Linked DNA regions of Rattus norvegicus: region 1 is linked to region 2. The links are chromatin contacts, called in public Hi-C maps. All regions are on one chromosome and are shown on one strand. Each heading gives the region's core, a stretch centred on a gene start, on an enhancer-like site or on the middle of the called end of the contact. The rest is flanking DNA. Distances are from core to core; before and after follow the strand shown. Region 1 has its middle 42 kb from the start of Trnai-uau2. Region 2 holds the start of Zfp36l2 (zinc finger protein 36, C3H type-like 2).

What was found. A called contact is a pair of places that touch in the nucleus more often than the background predicts.
Region 1: a contact with region 2 is called in a Hi-C map of Schwann cells, with 7 times the contacts expected there. The contact joins the enhancer-like site here to the promoter of Zfp36l2 in region 2. A contact is called at or near these places in 8 of 12 Hi-C or Micro-C datasets (the A7r5 cell line, Schwann cells, frontal cortex and 5 more) and 1 of 1 datasets of contacts at active chromatin or transcription factors (oligodendrocytes).

Annotation. Positions count from the first base shown.
Region 1 is chr6:16,537,889-16,543,860 of GRCr8, reverse strand. No RefSeq gene overlaps it. Among named protein-coding and RNA genes, the nearest start is that of Trnai-uau2, 42 kb to the left of the region's middle. Within about 2 kb of position 3,025, at least 4 of the 93 cell types and tissues checked have an H3K27ac peak or open chromatin away from gene starts, as enhancers often do. A contact at or near this core is called in Schwann cells, where this site is marked.
Region 2 is chr6:16,240,863-16,246,246 of GRCr8, reverse strand. Zfp36l2 (zinc finger protein 36, C3H type-like 2) reads right to left here and starts at 3,625. Exons shown (of 2, transcript NM_001036626.2): 1 at 3,342-3,625; 2 at 1-2,847. The coding sequence starts at 3,392. The coding sequence ends at 1,450.

The sequences.
Region 1 (5,972 bases), core at 1,776-4,275, 300 kb before region 2:
GGAGGGCATGTCCTGGTGTGGGTGGAGTACATTTGAGTCTTTAGACGTAGAAAGAGGATCGGGAAACAGAACTGGGCGGAGGGGGAGAAAGTCCCAAAAGAAAAGTGAGGAAGTTTAGTTTCTGAAAGGAGGGTCTGAGGGAAGGGATGGGAAAAAAGAAAACTGAGGAGAAAAGTCCTTACCTCCCACCTTCAATGTGTGCACAGAGCGCACTGCACATGGCTGTCCCTGCCGCACTTGCCCACGTGTGCTCAAGGCTGTGTGCCAGGAGGATGCAAGTTTGCATACGTAGGTCTAGACCACAGCCTTTCCACCCTGTCTTTACTCTGTTTCCCCGATTACAAACCCATTTACATTAGGCAGAAATGTGCAGGTCCTAGAGGAAGAACGAAGCCGGCATCAGCCTGGCATTTGGACATAAACTCTGTTGTTCACTTAGAATGACCTATGGTGCCTGTGACCAGGTGAGCCTCACTTCTAACAATGTCTTCCTAGCCTTGGCCTGCCACTATGACAAAGTCTCCTGTAGCCCAGGGTGTCCGTTACGCCCAGTTTATGCAGTGCCAGTGACTCAGTGGATGTTAGAGAGCACCCTGCCAATGGAGTTACAGCCTCAGTTCCCTTCTCAGCGTGTGCACGCATGTGCGTGTGTGCAGGAACAAGCACACTCTCGAGCTTAGGATAGGGACTCCTGTAGCCCAGCCTGACCTGGAACTTGTTCTGTAGTCAAGAATGACTTGGAACTCCTGGTCCTCCTGCTTCTGCCTCCCAGTGCTGGGATAACATATCTACTCCATCAGCCCTGGTTTACCGGGGCTTCCTCTCTAGTCACTGATTCCTCCTTCCCATGGCCGAAGGCTTCATCTCAGAGACTTCCTTCTTGTGAGATTTTTTTTAAACCCACTTATATGAGTCTGTTTTTGCTTCAATCCCAGGTGTGGAATATGGGGCTGCTTCAGATTGTCCACAGCAGCTGACTGGAATCTGTCTCGTGCTCTGGCAGGGGCATGATTCTACCAGCTGAAAGATAGTTTAAGTTTGGAATTCTGGGGACTCTTGAGAGGTTATAAAAAATGCCAGAGCCCGGAGAGCCTGTGGAGGCTGCTGCTGGTTCCTGCCGCTGCTTTTGCTATTGGCTGTTTTGCTGTTTGGGTGGATTGCTGGTCGGAGATATCTTGACAGTGAACACTGGACTTGCCCCTAGACACTCAATGCCCTAATCATCAGGGAGTAGTCTAAAGAGATCTATGCCCCTTTCCCCTTTAAACTTTCTTCTACCAGTGTTGAGGGGTGGAAGGGATTGGGGTGGAGAAGGGGAGTAAATATCAGGATCCAGTATAGTAGCCAGAAGTACAGTTACACGTCCCGTGGAGATCCAGGCCTTCTGAGCAGCCTGCTGACTTACCTCTTCACTCTCGCCAGTATCAGAATCGGCATCCTTGGGGCTGAGCCCTGAACAGGAGCTCACCCCTTCTGTGTGGTGGGCACCAGGTCTAGACCCTGCCTGCCTGAAGCCTCACTGGTGAGCAGACTCTGAGGTTTACCAGGCTCCCTAGGGGCCATTGCTACATGAGGTTGGGGATAGGTGGAAAAGGCAGTGAACAGATTTCAACTCGTGCCTCCTGGAAACCACATCAAATGGTGCAGCTAGGAATTAATAAATAAATTTGGGAGACAAGTCAATTACCCTCCCCCTGTGCCCCTGTCCCCAGGGGCAAACAGCGGCAAGTGGTTCCCAGACTCAGCATGCTGCCTTCCCCAGGGCAGGACAACCACTGCAGCTGGCTTCTGTCAGATTAGCTGAGCAAGATGTGACAGGCCTCTGTCCTCTGGGGAAATCACTCCTTTCCTGGGAGGTGGTGAGGACATTCCCAGGTTGCTCTGTTCCTGCCCTTTCCCCGCACACTCCTGGTTTTACCACTTTATATTGAAAAAAAAAAAACCAAAAAACAAAACTCAGACACTGACTTCTTGTTGCTTTTGAAAACACATATTCACTCTGCAAATGTGGAGCAAAGCCCGTTAGCTATGTGGTAGAGGCTTTGCTGGGTTGGAGAATCTTGGAGACACAGCTCTGCCTGTGAAGAGTTTACCAGTGTGTGTGTGTGTGTGTGTGTGTGTGTGTGTGTGTGTGTGTGCAGGATGTGTGTATCAGGCAATGTGATTCCATATAGTGAATTTTTTTGGACTAAAAAAGTGGGGAGTTCCTAGCTTAGTCTAAAAGGCTCCCCGGAGAGCCCTCTGAGAAGGTGATGTGAAACAAGCTGTTACTTTGACGGGTGGAAAGTGCTGCAAGTTTTACAGAGCTGGGGAATGGAGGTGAAGTGAGAGAGGGGGCTTTGAAGTGATTCAGCTGGAAGGATCCAGATGTGAAAGGGACAGAGTTGGGCTGGGGTGACGAGGGAGGGGAGGAGCTACAGGTACCTGATGACAGGGTTTCAGGGTTTCATCAGAGACAGACAGACAGACATAGAGACAGAAAGACAGACAGACTGAGAGAGAGAGACAGAGAGAGAGAGAGAGACAGACAGAGAGAGAGAGAGAGAGAGAGAGAGAGAGAGAGAGAGAGAGAGAGAGAGAGAGAGAGATGGGATTTAGGTTCCTTTCAGCTTTGTGTACACTGTGCACAGGGTGTTATTTCTACATCAAACAATTCCGTGGAGTCCACCAGACGCAGAGAATAGCAATCTCCTCTCTGTTCAGCATTAGGGAAAATGAGTCCTCCAACCTTTGCTGCCTCTGAATTTTCTCAGCTTGCATCAATTAGACAAGTTCTTTAGATTGATGCTCTCCTCTTGTTTATTGTGCACGAAGATGACTTGGGACATCGAGTCAACTGTGGGTGTTTGGTGTCTGTCGTGGAGGCTGGGGTTCTACAGGGCTCCGCAATGTGCATTTTTAACAAGCTCCATGGGTCAGAGAGCACATTTTGAAAAACACGTTCCCAGAAGCTGATCACGTCCTCCCAGGGAACGTGCTTGTGACTGAGGCTGCCACCAGATGGCAGTACTGCTTCGTGATGCTCTAATTAGACTCCCGGGTTTTCCTTCTTCAACTGGGGGTGGTGGTCGCTGGCCCAGAGACAGACAGTTCTGGGTTTGTTGTTTTGCAAGAATGTGTAGAAATGAGGCTGGGTTGGTGAGGAACGCTCAGCTGCTTGTGGGGTGGGGAGTGGTGCTGAGGCTGGAAGATTGCAAGTTCAAGACCTGCTTGGGCTACAGAGTGAGAAGGTCATCAGGGAGTGCAGGTCAGGGGCACTGCACTCGCTTAGCGCCCACTCAAAGAACAAACAGATAATGAAGATTAAAACAAGTTAGTCATCAAAGCGTAAATTTCAAAAAAGTTTAAATTTCATTTTCAGCCAGCAGAGCTGAGCTTTCCATGCAGAAATCTCCTGTCCTGCGCTCATTCTGATCACCTGAAATCTGCGAGGCTCAACGAGCACATGGACTTAGTTCTTATTGGTATTATTGTTTGGAATGTCCCCGTCTTTATCACGGGATAGAGTCGCTTTTTCATGCCCATTATTAAATGACTGAGGCAGGGATGGGATGTATCCCTTGGGGTCTTTGAGCAGGGTAGTGACAGGGGCACCTCAGCTTTCAAACACAGCTCTTGGTTTATACTTGATTGACATGGTGGTCCTGGTGACCTGGCTTAAATTGGAAACTGGCTGGACAGGGTCCAAAAGTCCATTAAATGATGATCTGAATTAGTGACTTCTAGTGCCAGCTCTAGGGTGTCCTGTTATTCGATGGTGCCCTGTCTGCTGGACTTCCCTAGTGCGGTCACTGAGAAACATCTCCAGCCCCTTTTTGGGGACGGGGTTGCTCTCCGAAAAACTCAGAGTGTATAAATACTATGGTCTCTTTCTTATCCCTAGTCAGCAGCTTTGGCTGATTCTTTCTTTCTTTCTTTTTTTTTTTTTTTTTTTTTTCCGGAGCTGAGGATCGAACCCAGGGCCTTGCGCTTGCTAGGCAAGTGCTCTACCTCTGAGCTAAATCCCCAGCCCCACTTTGGCTGATTCTAAGTGACCATTGTTGGTACCAGGAGAGATGGGGACTCCCGGTGTCCTGCTTTCTCTACATCCTGTTTTCAACTGCATCTCTGTTTTCCTTCCCCTCCCTCCTCTTGCTTCTTCTCCTTTTCTCTCCTTTCTTGTTCTGTGCGCTCTCTCTCTCTCTCTCTCTCTCTCTCTCTCTCTCTCTCTCTCGTTTCCAAGAAGGTCTTGATGTGTAGCCCAGGCTCACTTGCCTTATTCTTAGGCTCCCCTATTTCAGACTCCCAGATTCTGGGGTTACTGGAGAGTACAACACACCTGCCCACGGTGGCTTTTAAAACTAGGGAAAAACAAGACAAGAACAATATAAAAATCTATTATTGTGGGGCTGGGGACTTAGCTCAGTGGTAGAGCGCTTACCTAGGAAGCGCAAGGCCCTGGGTTTGGTCCCCAGCTCTGAAAAAAAGAACCAAAAAAAATCTATTATTGTTATTATTATTATTATTATTATTTATTTTAAAAGAATTATTTATTTTAAGTATATGAGTACACTGTCACTGTCTTCAGACACACCAGAAGAGGGCATCAGATCCCATTACAGATGGTTGTGAGCCACCATGTGGTTGCTGGGATTTGAACTCAGGATCTCTGGAAGAGCAGCCAGTGCTCTTAAATGCTGAGCCATCTCTCCAGCTGGAAATCTCTTATTTTTATTGTCCACCACCATTTCATGTAGAAATTGTATCTTGAGTTAGGTAAATTTGTTGTTTGAATTCATCTCACCAGTTTCTTTTTACTTTTCTAATTGTGACTTCTAGAAAATTTCAAATTGTAGGATATCTTGCATTCTATTCTATAGGCCACACATCGAAATTCATGTTTTAATTGGAAATTAAATGAATAAAGAGCCAAAGTTTGTTGGCCAATGATATATTAGAAGTAAAACAAAACAGAACCCTTCGTTTAAGTGAAAGTCCAAATTCTCATCACATCTTTGGGCAGCAATGTTTTCCCTTGGCTTCTCTCCATTGATGGGGTAACAGCAGCAGCCTACTTGAGCCTATTTAAAGTCACGTAAGACACCGTGTGCGTATGAGGAGCCCCCGCAAACTCTGAGTCGACATGCTGCAATTGGACCGCTGTCAGGGTTACTGATAAGAGCTACATTAGACCAAAGAATGGGTCGACTCACATTCCCTCTGCGCAGGAGGTCCTGGCTTCAGCGACTCTTAGGACTTAATTCCTAGGCAAGGTTCTGAGTCATTCCATATGCTTATGCAATGTAAATTGACAATACGGGATTAAAACAGAGATTTCTCTGGGAGTGGTGGCGCATGCCTTCTATCCCAGCACTTGGAAGGCAGAGGCAGGTCACTATGTCAGTTCAAGGCAAACCTGGTCTACTGAAAGAATTCTAGTGAGCTAGAATTCACTACGAGAAGTTACGGAATGAAACCCTGTCTCAAAGCAAAACAATAGTGACTTAAGGGCTGGGCGTATAGCTCCCTTGTAGACTGCCTGCCTAGGTGATTGAATTCCTGAGTTCCATCCCCAGTACTCCATAACTCAGTGTGTTGACACACAGTTTATCCCCACTACACAGGAGGTACCGATCAGAGGGTCGGAAATTCAAGGGCTACATAGGGAGTTCAAGGCCAGTCTGGGATACAAGAGACCCTGTCTTAAGTAGGTAGGGCCATTGAGATAGTTCAGAGGGCAAACATACTTTCTGAGCATGTCCTTAGTACCTGAGTCCAGTCCTCTAACCTATATATATATGTTATATATAATATATAACGCTCACTATACCACCTTCATACTAATTATAAATCAAACCCTAACCTCGCTTCCCAAACACAACGCCAAAGAACCTTTTCACTGGCGAACCCATCTCAAGGCCTATGCAGTTACTACAGTTACTCCATTTTCCTCTTGGTGATCTGGATCACAACCAGGGAGGCTTGGGGTAGAG
Region 2 (5,384 bases), core at 2,376-4,875:
TCCCACATTCAAATTCTCAAGCACTAATGGAATACTTATTTGGCTGAGGAAGATTTAAGGCAAGTTCGGGCCCTGTGAAGGCACTGAGACCCCCCCCCCCCCATTATTGCTACATGTCTTTATACTCAATGTCACAGTAGAGCTGGTGGAACTAGGAAACTGTCCTTTCCTTGCTGGTTTATAGCATGCCACGTGAGTCTGACTGCAGAGTCTCTGGGCATTCTTTTCCTCTTTAAAGTCGGATGGGCTACAACCATTATGCATTCTAAAAAAACTCAAAATGTTCCTCAAACTACTTCCACAGCATCAAGATAGATTTCTGTAAAGAAACCATGCAATCTTCCGAAATTTACGTAAACAAGGAAAGAAATTAATGAAATAAATATTACATACAATCTCTTAAATTAAGATTTTTCTTACTCATTTACAATAAAATAACCCAAGTGAAGTTACAAAAGGCATATATTACTGTGAAAAGAACACACTCCACGTTTTGCCGATTAATAATGGCAATTATAATTTAACATAATAAAAGAATATATATCTATTGCTTTCATCATACTCGATAAATACAGTATGAACAACATCCTCAAATGTATACTTTTCACAAGAATAATAAATAAGTTAAATAGTTTTTCATATTGAGTTGTGGTGCAGTGGTGCGGATCAACTCAAAACAGCTAAAAATGAAGCACTTATTTCCCAACTATGAACTGAGCTCTGCCCAAGGCTTCCAGAGGGCAGAGGAAATGGTTCTAAGCTAAACACCCACTGAGTGCTGGCAAGGAGACTGTTACCAAACTTTGGAATGCAAGGGCTCCCCCACCCCCAGACACATAGAACTTTGTTAAAAAACATAAACAAGGTAAACAACCACCAGGAAGGAGGCAGAGAGCTACTCCTACCAAGGCATGTTCTTGGCATTAGTTTGAATTCTAGAAGCTTATACTTTAGGGAGGTGGCAGCCGGCGGGCTCACACTGGTCTTGGAACCCCTTCCAAGGTCAGAGTTCTCACATCTGTAGCTAAGGCTTTCCAGTGAAGAGATGGAATGATGGTTGGTAGCTGCTGGTGATGGGCTGATTTTTATTTTTTTCTTTTAAAACTAGAGTTTCAAACTCTTCTGGGACCTAAAGCAAGTGTTTGGTATCCTTTGTTCTTTCTGCATCACAACCGCCCTGTTGTGGATATTTTGTTCATCCATTCGAAAAGTTCGTTGGCTTTTATTTCAACAAGAACGAAACTTTGCAATAATAATAATAATAATATTAATAATAAAATAAAAAAAAAGAACGAAACGAGAAAACCGAAAGGGAAGGGGCAGGGCCCCTCCCGGCAGAGTTCGAGTCCAAGTGCTCGGAGGGGCCTTAAAGTCGGCCTGCGGCAGTGTCACCCCCCAACCGGTGCCCCTGTAACGCCTCTCCCAACCCCTCGCGGGCGCCCCCTTGCCTCAGTCGTCGGAGATGGAGAGGCGGCTGAAGATGGGCAGGCGGCGGCCGGGGTCCAGGCTGGGGGACTCGGAGCCGCTGAGGCTGCCCGAGCTCAGCGAGCCACTCAGGTAACTGTCGCGGTCCGACAGCGAGTCCGGGGGGCTGGGGGGCGCGTCGAACACCGGCGACTCGGACAGACGGCGCGGCAGCTGGAAGCCGAAGGGCGGCGAGGGCGGCGCGGGGGCCGCGGGGGGCTGCGCAGGGGCCGGCGCGAGGCCCGCCAGGCCCTGCTGCTGGCTGCGGTAGTAGGCGGCGGCCGCGGCGGCGAAGTTGTGGGTCTGGATGGCAAGTGGCGTGATGAGGCTGCTCAGCTCCGGGCCGAAGGTGAAGGCGTTGTTGGCGCACGAGGTGGTCGAGCAAGTGGCGCACGGCGCTCCGGGAGTCAGCAGGTCCTCCGCGCCTCCGGGGCCGTAGAGCAGCGCGGCCGCCGCCGCCGCCGCCGCTGAGGCACAGCACGTCGGGGCGCCCGAGGGTGTGGAGGCCGCTGAGGTGGAGGAGCAGGAAGAGGCTGATGAGGAACAGGACGAGGCGGAGGAACAGGAGGGCGGCGGCGGCGTGCGCGACGTGGGGCTGTCGAGCAGCAGCGGCGACTCCAGTCCCCCGGGCGGCTGGTGGTGGCCCGACGGGAAGCCGGAGAAACTGAGGCTGTGGTGCAGCTTTGGCCGCGGCTCCCGGGCAAAGCCCAGGTGCAGCGCGTCGCGCGCGCCAAACGCTCGCAGGTCCCCGGAGGCGCCCCCCGATGGTGCGGGCCGCCGCTCGTCTGCGTTGTGGATGAAATGGCAGCGCGGGCCGTAGGGGCAGAAGCCGATGGTGTGGAAGGTGCGGCACAGCTCCGTCTTGTACTTGGGGTGCCGAGTGAGGCTGCGCAGCTCATGGAAGCCGTGCGCGAACTGGCACTTCTCGCCGTACTTGCACGTGCCGCTCTCCTCGAAGGGCCGGCACAGCTCGGTCTTGTAGCGCGTGGAGTTGATTTGGGAGCCGCTGCCCCCCTTCTGCTGCTGCTGCAGGTGCAGGAGGTGCTGGCTGCGCTCACCGTTCTCGCTGAAAGAGCGATCCCGGAATTTGCTTTCCTTGTTGACCAGCGCCGTGCCGCTGCCCCCTGAAGGCTCCTTGAGCTGGCCGTAGGAGGACGGGCCGCCCGCGCCTGCCGGGCCACAGCTGCTGCCGTTAGGGGCGCCTGGGAACTTAGGCGAGCAGCTGCCAGGACTGGGGTGGGCGAGCGCGTGTAGGTTGCTGGCGGAGTGGCGTCTCAGGAACCCCGGAGTGAAGCTCGAGCTGGGGGCAGCAGCCACGGGCGTCCCCACCGCCTTCTTGTCCAGCATGTTGTTCAGATTGAGGTTTGCCAGGGATTTCTCCGTCTGCCAAAGGGAGGGGACCGGGGACGGGATGAAAATCTGATGGGGAAGAGAGTTGGGGGAACTGCAGAATGGACGCCAATCCCAACTGCCCACTTGTTGGTGTTCCTTGTGGGTTCCAATTCAGTCTCCACCGCTACACTTACAAAACGCAGGCCGGAGAGAGTGGAGGACGCCCACCCCGGCCGCTCCGGGTCTAGCCATGTGATCCTGGGCCCGTGGCCACGGGATGGGCGGCGCAAACACAGTCCGGGAAGTCCCGGCAGCGTGGCCGCGGTCGGCTCGGGAGGAGCACGGCTGCTCCAGCCGCTACTCGCTCCCTCCCAGCTCTCCACGCCCACAGTTGCAAGCACACAGTACTGCTAACTACAGGACTTCCCTCCACCCGCAAAGCCAACTTGGAAGGGTCCCTCCCGCCTTAGCCGGGCCCGGCGGCCAAGTCTCGGAACTCCAAAGGGTTCCAGGCCGTCCGCCATCCTTTCCCGCTGTCGGCTTACCTTGCACAAGAAGTCGATATCGTAGAAAGCTGACAGAAGAGTGGTCGACATTTTTCTGGGTCCTGTAATGGTCGGAACTGCAAGCGGGGAGGTTGGGAGGAGCCCTCGGTGCGGCGCAGCTCAAACCAAGACGAATAACGGACGAGGGGCAGGGAGGGACGGAAAGTTTGCTTGCGGGGCCGAGGAAGGAGGCCGCGGCGCGCGGAGTGGGGGGCAGAGGAGAAGCGAGAGCGCAGCTCGGCGCCCCGGCCTGCCCCCCGCGCGAGCCGTCGGCAGCTCGCGGACTGGTGGAACTCGGAGACCCGCGAGCGCGCGCCCTATATACAGCCTGGGAGCCGCGCGGCGGCGGGGCAAAGCGCACCCGGGGAGGGGACTGATCGCTGACCGGCTGGGGTCTCTAGGCAACGCCGCCCGCCGGCCCGCAGACGTCAGGCCCCTTCTCGGACTCTCATTGGTCGCCGCCAATTTTTTCCCTTCGGGGGCGGGGCGGGGCGGGCAGTCCCGGGCGTCCCGGGCGGCGTGGGGAGCACGGCTCCTTGGGGTGCGGGGTGGCGGCGGCGGGAATATCTCGTTCTCCCCCGCCTCTTGGAGTGTAATATTGGAAAGCACCTCACGCTCAATCTGACCGGGACCAGGCTATCCCGGACGTGCCTTTCCCTGCCCGATCCTGCTGGGCCGACTGGCGCAGCTTTTATCTCCCACCCTAGTTTTTGCTCGGCGCGCGGGAACTGCAAAACGCAACAATATTGCAATGGTGCGCGTTGCCAAGTTGCTTGGGACTGGGGGCGGGGGTCGCGGCCTGTCTGGTAGGTGGCAGCTCGGGCCCGGCTGCACGTGGAGAGGCCGTAGGGGTGGGGGCGGGAGCGGCCAGCCTGGAGGAGCATTGGAGCGTTTCTCCGCCCCTCTCCCCGCCCAGGCTCAGTAAACAGGACTTGAGCGTTGCGGCCTGTGGGGCAGGGCTGACTGTCTGAGGACAAGGCGCTGGCTTTGCTAATCACATCACAAGACCTTGAGCCTGGGCCAAAGGCGCGGAGTGGCGCGGGGTGTCCGGGGCGGGAAAGCCGACTCGGGGGACTAGAGGGAAGTCGGGGGAGCAGTGTGGACACGGAGGAAGTCACTTCCTTCACCTTTGTGCCTGTTGGTTGGCCTAACCTCCCCACCCGTCTCAGGGATGGGGGGTGCAGCTGCTAGCCAAGGCTTCCCGCCCGTACAGCCTTGGCCTGTTGAGTCCTGCAACCTTTTTCCTACGGCTGTGGGAGGCACCGCATTGAATCTAAGCTTTGTGTTAGCTGCCGGAGGCGGTGGTTGCTGAACCACCACCCAGGTTGGGGGGAAGAGGCCCTCGTTCTGTTGCCTTTAGTGCAACTCCTACTAGCTTTCCGTAGAAAAAGCAGTCTCAAAAGGCCCCTGACTCTTTTGAGAGTAGCACCCCCCCCCACACACCTAGTGCCCAGTGAGGCTACCCCCAACCCCCAACGTTACTCAGGCGATCTGGTCAGGTCCAGAACCCTTTATCCCTACACTGAGTTTATACTGGCTGCCAAAAGCTGGAGTTGGGCCCACGGTTTCACCCAACTGGCAGTCCAGGTTGCCCTGGGTGGAAGGCCCAGTAGTTGCCAGGGAAGGACGCTTGACCAACTACATCCTTCCCACGTTATTCTTCCTGTCTGCTTGCACTCAGTCCAGTGTGCACTTGGGCTGTATCAGTTAACCTGGAAGGTAAGGAGGTACATCTGTCACTCAACAGGCTCCCGAGTCCAGGCGCATTTGGCTGCATTTTTGCCCCTGTAAGGCTGGACTTTAGGGTCACAAATGTGCTAAGTGGGTATGGTGGTTCAGGCAGAGGCAAACAAATTTCGGTGAGTTTTAGGCCAGCCCAGCACAGCTTAGTGTGAGAGTGAGACCATACCTCAATAAAGTAAAGAAAAAAGCCCATACCACCTTATATATTAAAGCAAAGGGGCCACTCAAATCTTAGGGCCCTCAAATGTAGTGACTTAGGGAAAGATGGCTGCTTTACTCTTCCCACCCACGTTGCTCTTG